2 separate regions of the Mus musculus genome follow, and region 1 is linked to region 2. A link is a contact called in public HiChIP or PLAC-seq data. All regions are on one chromosome and are shown on one strand. The core of a region is the stretch at or near the end of the contact, and the rest is flanking DNA. Distances in the headings are between cores, read along the strand shown. Region 1 has its middle 18 kb from the start of 9630028I04Rik. Region 2 overlaps Ggnbp1 (gametogenetin binding protein 1).

Region 1 (5,041 bases), core at 1,022-3,521, 190 kb before region 2:
CCGTCTAGTACTTAGAAGGTGGAGGCAGGGGGATTTGAAGCCTAAAGTCAAAAATCATTCTTAGGGGCTGGAGAGATGGCTCAGTAGTTAAGAGCACTGACTGCTCTTCCAGAGGTCCTGAGTTCAATGCAACCACATGGTGGCTCACAACCATCTGTAATGAGATCTTTTCTTTCTTTCTTTCTTTTTTTCTTTCTTTCTTTCTTTCTTTCTTTCTTTCTTTCTTTCTTTTTTTTTATAAAAACTGAAGGAACAGTTCCTAATTCTTTTTTTTTTTAAGATTTATTTATTTATTATACGTAAGTACACTGTAGCTGTCTTCAGACACACCAGAAGAGGGCATCAGATCAACCATTACAGATGGTTGTGAGCCACCATGTGGTTGCTGGGATTTGAACTCAGGACCTCTGGAAGAGCAGTCAGTGCTCTTAACCACTGAGGCATCTCGCCAGCCCCCCGTAATGAGATGCAATGCCCTCTTCTGGTGTGAAGACAGCTACAGTGTACTCGCATACATAAAATTAATCTTTAAAAAAGTCATTCTTAGCATGGAGTGTGTTTGAGGATAGTTACTTTTCACTTTGCTTTGCTTCTCCTCCTCCTCCTCCTCCTCCTCCTCCTCCTCCTCCTCCTCCTCCTCCTCCTCCTCCTCTTTCCCATTTCTGGGGACGTCTGCACTGACCCCAGTCCCACATTTGGGCTGACTGTCATTGGCTATCCCAGTAGTTTTAGGCTGTTTGTTATTTTCTATCCCACCGTTTAGCTTCCCAGGCACATTGCCTGCTGGCTTCCTGTCAGTCTCGCCCATAGAGGCTGCTGACTGGAGACTGGTGGGAGGGAGAAGAAACGCCACTGTGTTCTCCTCGATGGTTTGGGGTGTCTGCAAGCAGCTGCTTATCCTAGCATTGGTTGGCTTCCATGGCTTACACACACACACACACACACACACACACACACACACACACACACACACGCATACACACGCACTTGTAGCTCCAGCCTGGAAGGCTCCTGGCATAGCCCTTGTCTTGCAGCCCAGTGTCTCAGCATTTCTGAGTCACCATCCAAGGCAAACCAGGTCCCACACCCAGTCATCTGCTCATCTCCTGTCTCTTTTCAGCAGTTCCGGGGCCTCCTAATTCCTTCAGGGAGCCACCTGGAAGAGCTCGGCTCCAGCTGAGGGAGATGGTGAGATAGCTCATCCTGTAACCTCAGGATTTGGGAGGTAGAAGCAGGAGACTCAGCACAGAGCCATCCTTGCCTACATAGCAGGTTCAAGGCCAGCCTGGACTACCTGTCTCAAAACCGAACAATAGGCTGAGTGTGGTGCCACACACCTGTAGCCCCAGCACTTGGAAGCAGAGATAGATGGGTCTCTGTGAGTTCAAAGCCAGCCTGGTCTACATTGTAATTCCAGGCCAGCCAAAGAAACTCAGTGAGACCCAGACTCAGAATTAAAACAAAACAAAAACACCCACCCTTAAGCAAACAAACCCACCCTCGGGTCCCCTCTGGCCCTGTCTGACCTTCAACATCTTGGAGGTGGTCTGCTGCTTCCTTGCACCTGGCCCCAGGCGCCTCCTGGCACCTGAATCCTTGGTCCCCACCCATCCTCATCTCCCAGCCTGCTTCTGGCCTCCCGACTGATGTCTTTACCTCCCACAATCCACTTTACAGCACCCAGAATGACCCAGTCCTGCCCCCTTCCTGGCACCCACACTCAGCTTCTCCCTGCCTAGAAGGATGCTCTCGTGTTTGAAAGGTCTGTACGTGTTCTGCTGAAGGGCCTGGGTCCTCGGGTCTGATGGTAGGAGGCTTTAGGTTTGAACAATGGACGAGCAGCTGCTTTGGATAGAAACAGCCTGGACCGAACACACCAGGGAGCCCCAGCCCTGCCCAGAGGAAGCCAAGTCTCTCTGTCTTTAGCAACTGACACTCAAACTTCAGGGAGCCGAATCACATTGTCAGGTGGGGGTGAGGGCACAGTCCCTCAAGTCTCCTGATAGGAATGGGCCCGGTGGCCGAGGCTGGCAGAGCCCTCGGGCTCATGCTGACTGCTTTGCTGCAGGGAACTCCGTACCTCCTGGGGTCTGAGCCGTGACCCACGAACTGCAGGGGGGGGGGTGAGCATGGAGGTGACCTTGTGCTAACTTGCCCTCTGGGAGCAGAAATCCTGTCCCTCCCACCCTGTCCCCTCCCCACTCCCACACCTCTCTCCACCCACAGCAGCAAAGACTCTGCGTGAGCCTGAGAGACAGGTGCTGGTGTTGGCTCTTTTCTTTTAAGAAGAAAAACAATGAAGAAGCAAAACCCAGGAAATGGAGGAGGGAGGGGGAAGAGAAACCCACGTTCTGAAAGAAGGTTACCTCAGCCAATTGCACACACACCCCACACCCAGACTTGGCCAGAAGGGCACAGAACTGAGAGACACCCTGGCCTTCTGACCCCCTCCCTTCCTGGAGTTCCCCCTCGTACTCCTAGCTTCTGGACTCCAGATCACTCGCCTCCACCCACCATTCTGTAGGAGGAGATTCCCTGGTGGCAGCCTCAGGTAGCCTCTGCAAAGCTCCAGTGTTCTCCTCAGATCTCAAGGATCGGCTTTCAGTGGCTGCCTCTCTTATCCCCCTCCCTCAGAGAGAGTTTAGCTTTCGTGGAGTCTGGACGGTCTTCCTGCCATCCTCACTGACCGTGGACCAGCTGGACGGACTCTCTCTCTCTCTCTCTCTCTCTCTCTCTCTCTCTCTCTCTCTCTCGTGTGTGTGTGTGTGTGTGTGTGTGTGTTTATGTCTGTCCTCATCTAAGGAGGCCAGAGATATTGCACCCCCTGGGACTGGAGTTACAAACATTTGTGAGCCTTCATGAGGATGGTGGAAATCAAACCCAGATCCTCTAGAAGAGCAGCCAGTGCTCAACTGCCAAGCTATCTCTTTAGCCCTTACTCTACCAGGCTAACCCTGTCCAGCCCTGCCCACCCCAGCCTATCTAACCCCATAAGGAGCTATCTTCTCACTGTGCACAGCATCTATCAGTGAGGTCCCAAGCCAGTTCCATGCAGATCTGGACCCCCTCTGCAGATGGAGACTCTCAGAGGAAGAGCCTCTTCCTTGGTCTGGCAGAGAGGGCCAGGCTGCCACCACGGGCTTTGACAAATTGGCCCAGTGTGGATCTGACATGCTCGTGGCTGAGGGAAGGAGGGCTAGGATCATCTTCTCAGGGAACCCCTCCCGTGAGAACTAAGGAGCAGGCCCACCTACAGCAGTAGTGCTGCAGCAGAGCCAGCCCACGCTCTCCCTCCATCTTCCTGATCTCTCCTTTTCCTGAGTACCCTTGAATGAGGGGCAATTATTCCAGAGACTCAGCAGGGGATGTTTTCCTGCCCTGAGGGAAAGGGGAAATATGTCCAAGTCTATTTGTTTAAATTATTCAGCCACCGGAGCACCAAAAGGCATGACAAGAGAGCCAGGGTTTGCCAGAGCTCAGCCCGTCAGCACCGCGGACAGCGCCAGTCCAGGCTAGGGCCCCAGGTGGCTGTAGGCTCAAAGCCGAGAAGAAGGAGGGGAAGAGGGGGTCTTTCTCTCTCTTCCCTTCCTTTCACTGCAGCTTGAGGGGACATTGGATGAGGAATGTCACTGCCCAGCCCAGTTGTCTGGTAATCAGCCATTCTCAGTGCCCTGCATGAAAAGGCAATTAGAGCAAGAATTAAAAAGCCATTGCATCATTTAAAATCCAATAACACGGCTGGCCTGAAATGTGTCCTCAGTCCCTCGGGAGGGTGGAGGTGGGACATGGGGAGGTACAGAGGGCAGAAGGCTGGCACACGGAGGGATGGATGACTCAGGAAGGGAAGCCAGGGTTAATCCGGAAAGATTGAGACTCCAGGCCTTCCAGCCATACAGATGATCTTTGCTGCCCAGCCACGGCTCTGTGACACACCCCACACCTGCCTTAGCAAGGTCCTCCTCTCTGACTCATCCAGCATTGATTGCTATCAATTTACTTTTCTTACACTGGGCAGAGTAAGGGGGCTGGGCAGTGTCCCCTCAGCGACGCAGACACCTCAGTGCCTAGTGCCGCACTGACTGGGGAAGGGGAAGGTGATCTAGGTGGCCTGAATTACTCAGAGCTGGTTTACTGACAGCAGAATTAATCACCCCCTCAGATAACATGGCCACATGGCCAGCCCCATCAGCCTCCCCACAACCCAGTAAGACCATCTCAGAGAAAAAAAAAAAACCAAAACCCGAAACCAAACCAAACCAAAAACCAACCTTCATAATTCTTACAAAAGACAGTCTGGCCATTTCTGCCTTTGGCTGGCCAGGTCTAGAGAATCCACAAATACTCCTTAAGGTCTAAACTCTGAATCTGTTTTTCACTCCTGAGAGAGACAGAAAATTCCTAATCTGCTGAGAGGATGTTAACCCTTTTGGCGTGGAGAAGCCTCCTGCAGAAATCTCCCTGTCACCAGCTGACTGCCTTGATGTGGCAGCAAGGGGGGAGACGCTTCTCTTTCATTTCCCATCCTCTTTAAGCAGCAGCTAAAGCAGGGGATTGCAGTTTGATGGGAGCTGTTCTTGCAACCCGTGCCTCCGGTCCCTCGGGGGGGCTTACATGTGTCTATTTAAAACAAACCTCCCTTTTCCTCTCCTTTGCACAAAGACAGCCATGGACATGTGAGGGAAGCCTTTCTTTGGGTAGAATTCAGCCCTGACAGCCCAACTTTCATGAGCCAAGGCCCCGTGTGACTAGTGCTTAAACGGACAAGCTAGGTGATGGGGGTGGATGCCTGAGAACTGGGGTGTGCTCTAAATTCCTGCGGGATTTCTGACTGCAGTTTCTGACTCAGAGTTTGTTTGCACTTTCAGGAAAAACCTTATTCTAGAAAGTGCAGAAGGGGAAAAAAATGGACACAGTTTGGGGAGAAAGATGCTGTCTGTGGGTGCTGCACAGAAGAGGACTGTCGTTATGTAAAGATGTCCCCAAAGCCACCCTGTCTGTGTCTGTCCGACGTCTAGGACCTTTTGGTGTGGGCTTCGGCCAG
Region 2 (5,615 bases), core at 1,445-3,944:
CAGAATGCCCCCTAGGACCACCCACCAAGCCTGCCTGGTGCCATGGAAACAGCCCCCCCCCCGCCCCGGCCCCCCCCCCCCCCCCGGGCAATTGCTGTGGATCCTGACAGCCCTGGAGCCTGCCAGGGAGCCCAGGACTTCATGTACAGCAAGAACAGGGGAACACATTCAGGACCTGTGTTACCCTGACCTCACGGGAGCAGAGGATCCTGGGCTGGGCCGGCCAGTTCCACGGGTAGTTTGAGGACTCTGGAGTAAGGAAGGGCCCTGTCCAGACTCTTAAGGTGGCCACACAAGGGTCTAACCATCCCCTGAAGGAACTGAATGAGGATGCCTAAGATACACACTTGGTCAGGAAAGCGGCTGGCTTGGAGATCCTCATTGCCCCAGCATTTGGGAGGCAGAGGCAGATCAATGCCATCAGATCCAAGGAAGGGGAAAGTGACTCTGGGGAACAGAGACCATCGCTTTCGGCCCCATGGATAGGCCTTGCTCCCCACCTTCCCAGTCTCAGTTCCTGCTGCCTCCTCCTGGACAACCCCTCCCCCACCCCTGTGGCTCAGGACTCTTGCCTGGGAACTTCATTCACAGACGGGAGCTCCTGCAATCTATTAACAGGCTTGTGTTCATCTGTGCCTTGGGCACCGGAAGCTCTGAGCAGAAACTTGCACGGTTGGGTAGACTCGGCTGCTCTGGCGCACAGGCGTCTCCCTAGCTGCTGTGTGGCCTGCACCCTCCCGCCGCTCGCTCTCCAGCTGTGGGTGCCCTTCCCGCGTGCAACCTTCCCGGTACCTCACAGCCAGGCTTTGTGGTGCTGTGCGTTCTGCAGGGGGAGGGGCGCCACCTAAGGCACTAGGATCGCTTCACGGAGTACAGCCCAGGGGCACCCCTCAGAGTCCACACCTTCAGAGGGAAACCAAACCTAACTCATCCTCTCATCCGTTTGGAGCAGGGGCAGAGACAGGGTCTAGCAGAGCAGGTAGCCCAGGCTGGCCTCCAACTCCTGGGTTTACAGGTGTGCTGCCCCATGTCCAGCCAAAGGGGGAAGCCCTTGCGCTGGGTCTTGCTCCATAGCTCAGTGCTTAAACAGAGCGGGGACGGTGGTGATTATGAACGGACTGGTTCCGAGTTCCTTCTGGAACTTACTGCCATTCTCTTTTTGTTTTGTTGTGTTCTTCATTTTGAAATACTTGTTCATTTTGGAGTCAGGATCTCAGGGAGCCCGGGCAGGCCTCAACTCACTTGGTATCCAAGAGTGACCTTGAACTTCTGACCCTCCTGCTTCCACCTCCCAGGGTGTCCCTGCATCACTTGGGCTTGGGGCCCCCAACCCAGGGCCATGTGCATAGGAGGCAAGCTCTCTTCTTTTAAGGGTGCTCTGTGAGCGTGCAGGATGGTTTTTTTTTTTGTTTTGTTTTGTTTTGGATTTTTTTTTTTTTTGGCTTTTCACCAGCCTACATGAGGAGTCTGTGGTTTTCCCATTTCACGCCTCCTACAACGGGGGTGGGGGGGTGGGGGTGTGGAAGGCTAGTCTGAGGTCATGTGAGTTGTTACAGCGGGAGTGGCTTCCAGCCTGATGTGTCCTGTCCTGTTGTCCTGTCCCCCCACCCCACTCCCCATCCTCAATTCCTCCTCCTCTCCAGCTGGAGAGGATTCTGCTGCAGGTGGCTGCTCACTCCCCAGCCTAGGCTGGCAGAGCCTGGGGCAGCAGCTCACCTGGAGGTCCCGCATTCCTGCCAGGGCCCTGGCTCCCAAGCACCCCCCAACCTGAGGCCTGCCCTGAGTTCCAGATCATCCCTCGGCGTGGACCTGGAGCTGCTTTAATTACCTTCCACCTCCACAGCACAACCTGAGACACGTGTAGCCTGCCCTGCTGCCCCGTCTGAGACAAGCACAGGCAGACACCTGGATCCCCGCAGATAGGCAAACCCTAGTTTGATGGACCCAGCACCCTGTCCCTAACAGCCCCGTGCTGCGGACCTGACCGTGGCCACTCTCCCCCCCAACCCCCCACGTCGGTTCAAGTGAGCAAACTGGAGGTTCCTCCCTGCCTGGTGGGCTGAGCCTGGCAGTTGGGAGTTCAGATCTGATGGATTCTCTTCTCATCCACCACAGGAGCCTGCGCCGGTGATGCCTAAAGGCTTCCTGGCTCTCATAACAGAGGTGGAGACGCTCCAGTCTCCAGATCAGACCCAGAGGTGTCTGTGGGCTTCCACTCACTGCTGGGGACCCCTCCTTCCACTGAAGCTCCTTGTTTAGAATGTGTGACATCATCACCTTGTCTGCCAAGCCAGGCCTCCCGCAGAAGCCAGCCCTGGATGCCCCCGCCCCCACCCCCCGCCCCGGGCTGGGGAGAGGCCTCGTGCCTGCATTGACACACACACACAACACACACACACACACACCCCTCTCCCTCTCTCCCTGCCCCCAGACAGCAACAGCACCCATATTCCTTCCCCCTCGGTCTCTGTGGTTCACAGGAATCCTGAAGTAGATTGAGCTGTGAGGCTAGCCCACAGACATGGAAGAGAGGAATGGGCCAACCGCAGACGGAACCAAGCCTTCGGCCCCCCGGGGGTGGGGTGGGGGTGGAGAATCTACACATCCCAAAAAACACTGCCTCTGCCTGCCTGCCTAGGCCCCGCCCTTCCCAGCAGCACCCCGACTTGAAGGAAGTGATTAGCAGAGCAAACTGGGCACAGGTGAGTCACCAGGTCACAAGGCCTGGCTGACTCAGGACAGCCGGCCCCTCCACCAGCCTCCTGCTCTAGACTCTGAGTCAAGGCCTCCACGGGCCAGGACCAGGAAGCCTCGGAGAGAGCTCCTGCTCTCCCCCAACCCCAAAGTGTCCCTAATTGTCTCCAACCACCCCCTGCACCCCCCCACAACGATGGCAGGGGGGTGGGTAGGGAAGATGGGGAGCCTGTTATGCCTTCTTCAGTGAGCTAGGCTGGTCTATAGTGAGTTCTGCAGCGTACGTTCCACCACTCCAAGGTGATGGCTCCTCACCGGGCACCGGCCAACAGTGGCTACCATCACTATGATCAGTCACTGCCAACCCAGTCACTGGCCAACCCAGGCACCGTGGCACTCACCTGTAATCCCAGAACTCAGAAGCAGAGCCTGGCAGAGAGGGAGATGGGGACCAGAGCTGCCTCCGAAGACAATCAATCAATCCGACCTGATAGAGACCTGCAGGCTCTCTAGCCCAGCCGGCTGAAAACCAGATGTGTGGGTAGCACAAGGCAAGCTTCCCCCCACCCCCCATAAGCCTTCAGGGAGGCTTGGAGTCCAGGTCCAGGAGAGGAACAGGCCCTGCTGAGATAGCAGAGACCGCCTGGACCACAGCACTTCCTGGTGTCCCAGGAAACCTTGCTGAAGGCCACTCCTCCACACTCAAGTTCCCTTTGCCTCTGGATTTAGGCCTTTGCATCCACATAGTACCCCTTTAACACACACCCCCAACCTCTACCTGGGACCTCTGAAATACCCAGCCGTGACCAGCATCTAGTCTGGGAGAGCCGTTCTCCTGAACTTTCTTTCTTTTTTTTTTTTTTTTTAAAGATTTATTTATTATTATATCTAAGTACACTGTAGCTGTCTTCAGATGCACCAGAAGAGGGCATCAGATCTCACTACAGATGGTTGTGAGCCACCATGTGGTTGCTGGGATTTGAACTCAGGACCTTCGGAAGAGCAGTCGGTGCTCTTAACCACTGAGCCATCTCTCCAGCCCCTCTCCTGAACTTTCACATCTTCAGCTGTCAATTTGGCACATCTGGGAAGAGAGTGTTAACTCAAGGATTGCCTCCATTAGATTAGCCCTCGGTGTGCTTGTCCTCCTTCTCTTGATTGCTAACCGTTGCCAGGGGGCCCCAGCCTGTTGTGGGCGGTGCTATCCTAGGGCAGGTGGTCCCTGTGCTCTACAGAAAGGCAGCTGAAGGGCAGAGGACCCGGGTTTGGTTCCCAGCCGCCACATTGGGCGACTTACACTTGTCTATAACACCTGTTCTAGGAATCTGATACACTCTTCTGGATGCTGAGGTCACCGGTACTTAACACACACATGCGCTCTTGAGACACACACACACACACACACACACACACACACGATTTAAAGTAAATCTTAAAAAAAGAAAAAAGGTGGCTGAACAAGCCAGGGGAGAGAAACCAGTAAGCTTTGCCCTCCATGACCGTCTTGCCCTCCACGGCCACTGCTTCTGTTCTTGGCTTGAGTTCTGGTCCTGACTTCTCTCCACCATGAACTGACTGTAAGCTGTAAGATGAAATAAACCCTTTCCTCTCCAACTTGCTCTTGGCCGGAGCTTTATCACAGCGACAGAAAGGCAAACTAGAACGTACACCAGCTTCAGGGAACCCTTCCTCGCCTGTCCCCATCCCACCCCCAGCAGCCCTCACTGGTGCCCACAGCTCAGGGCCCCTTTCCTGGCTTTGTCCCTGAGCTGCCTGGGCAGGAGCTTCCTGCCCCGGAGAATTCCCGGATCCTCCAAGCCAGGACACAGTGTAGCCTGGGAACTCTGGGAGAGAGGGCAGTTGGGAGCTCTCCTCCTTGCTGGCAGACAGCACCTCCAAGTTAGCCTAAATCCCCTTCCTTCCTTCCTTCCTTCCTTCCTTCCTTTCCTTCCTTCCCTGCCCTGGAGCCCATTGGAGGCCCCCACACTAGCTGATCCGTGAGCACAAATTGGAGGCTGGAGACCCTAATGATCCGGCTCATTCCAGGAGTGAGGGAGGGAATGGTACGGGGACAGACAGCCCAGGAGGTGAATGCCAAACTAAGCTTTTATTAATAACGTCATCTGCAGGAGTCTGACGGGTAGGGACAGTGCCAGGCAGGCCAACCGCACACACACAGGATGCTACTCATCCCAAAACCCAGGGCCCCAGGGACTCCTTGCATGTGTCCCAAGAAGAGGCACACGCCAGACTGGGGTCCCAGGAGTGTGGGCACGGTGGGCTCCTGCCGGCACGGGCCTCAATCTGGAGGGGGCCAGTTTCCCATCTCGTCCATCTCCTCCAGGAGCAGGTGCTGCGAGCAGACATGGGTCAAAGAAGATAGTCCCTGCTCTGCCTTCTGGAACCTTCCCATCTACTCTCCCCCTTCACTCCTTCTGTACCCCATGCCATCACCTTTTCCAGACCTTCCCCACCACCCCAGAGCTGACCCAGGTTTGCTGACACTGAGCCGACTACCCCCCCCATGACGTAGGAACGCTTCTCCTTAGACTTCTGGGTTCCTTGGAAGCTGGAGGCCCTGGCTGTTCCTCTCTTCCCTTTTGCCTCTGCTCTTCTGCAGACTTTCTTCTAGCCGAATGGCCCTTCGACTGCCTTAATGAGCATTCATTCCCCCAGGGCCCTGGCATTCCCCAAAAGCTGAGGAGCCTGTTCTGTCCCCCTTAGCCCGTGGTCCTAAGGGCTGAGGAGGAGGAAGTGGTGGGGAGACGTGGGACTCTGAAACACTTGCTACCGGAGAGGCCAGGGGTGGGGTGCGCTGGGGTGGGGTGGGGTGGGGCAAACGCGTTATCCAGAAACTCCCAGTCTCTTAGTGCTGTCAGTGCTAGACCACGACTGACCGTGAGCCCAGGATGTCAAGGATG

The links. HiChIP or PLAC-seq counts read pairs in DNA pulled down with a chosen protein or histone mark.
Region 1: an H3K27ac HiChIP or PLAC-seq map of embryonic stem cells shows a contact between it and region 2, with 12 times the contacts expected there. The contact joins two enhancer-like sites. A contact is called at or near these places in 5 of 39 promoter capture datasets (3T3-L1-derived adipocytes, embryonic stem cells, hematopoietic stem and progenitor cells and 2 more), 1 of 484 Hi-C or Micro-C datasets (embryonic stem cells), 4 of 115 datasets of contacts at active chromatin or transcription factors (embryonic stem cells and pancreatic cancer cells) and 2 of 9 other capture datasets (adipose tissue and pancreatic islet).

The regions. Positions count from the first base shown.
Region 1 is chr17:27,227,196-27,232,236 of GRCm38.p6, reverse strand. No RefSeq gene overlaps it. Among named protein-coding and RNA genes, the nearest start is that of 9630028I04Rik, 18 kb to the left of the region's middle. Within about 2 kb of position 2,271, at least 16 of the 459 cell types and tissues checked have an H3K27ac peak or open chromatin away from gene starts, as enhancers often do. A contact at or near this core is called in embryonic stem cells and pancreatic cancer cells, where this site is marked.
Region 2 is chr17:27,035,545-27,041,159 of GRCm38.p6, reverse strand. Ggnbp1 (gametogenetin binding protein 1) reads right to left here. Exons shown (of 6, transcript NM_027544.2): 6 at 4,782-5,047. The coding sequence ends at 4,994. Among named protein-coding and RNA genes, the nearest start is that of Ggnbp1, 9.1 kb to the right of the region's middle. Within about 2 kb of position 2,694, at least 147 of the 459 cell types and tissues checked have an H3K27ac peak or open chromatin away from gene starts, as enhancers often do. A contact at or near this core is called in embryonic stem cells and pancreatic cancer cells, where this site is marked.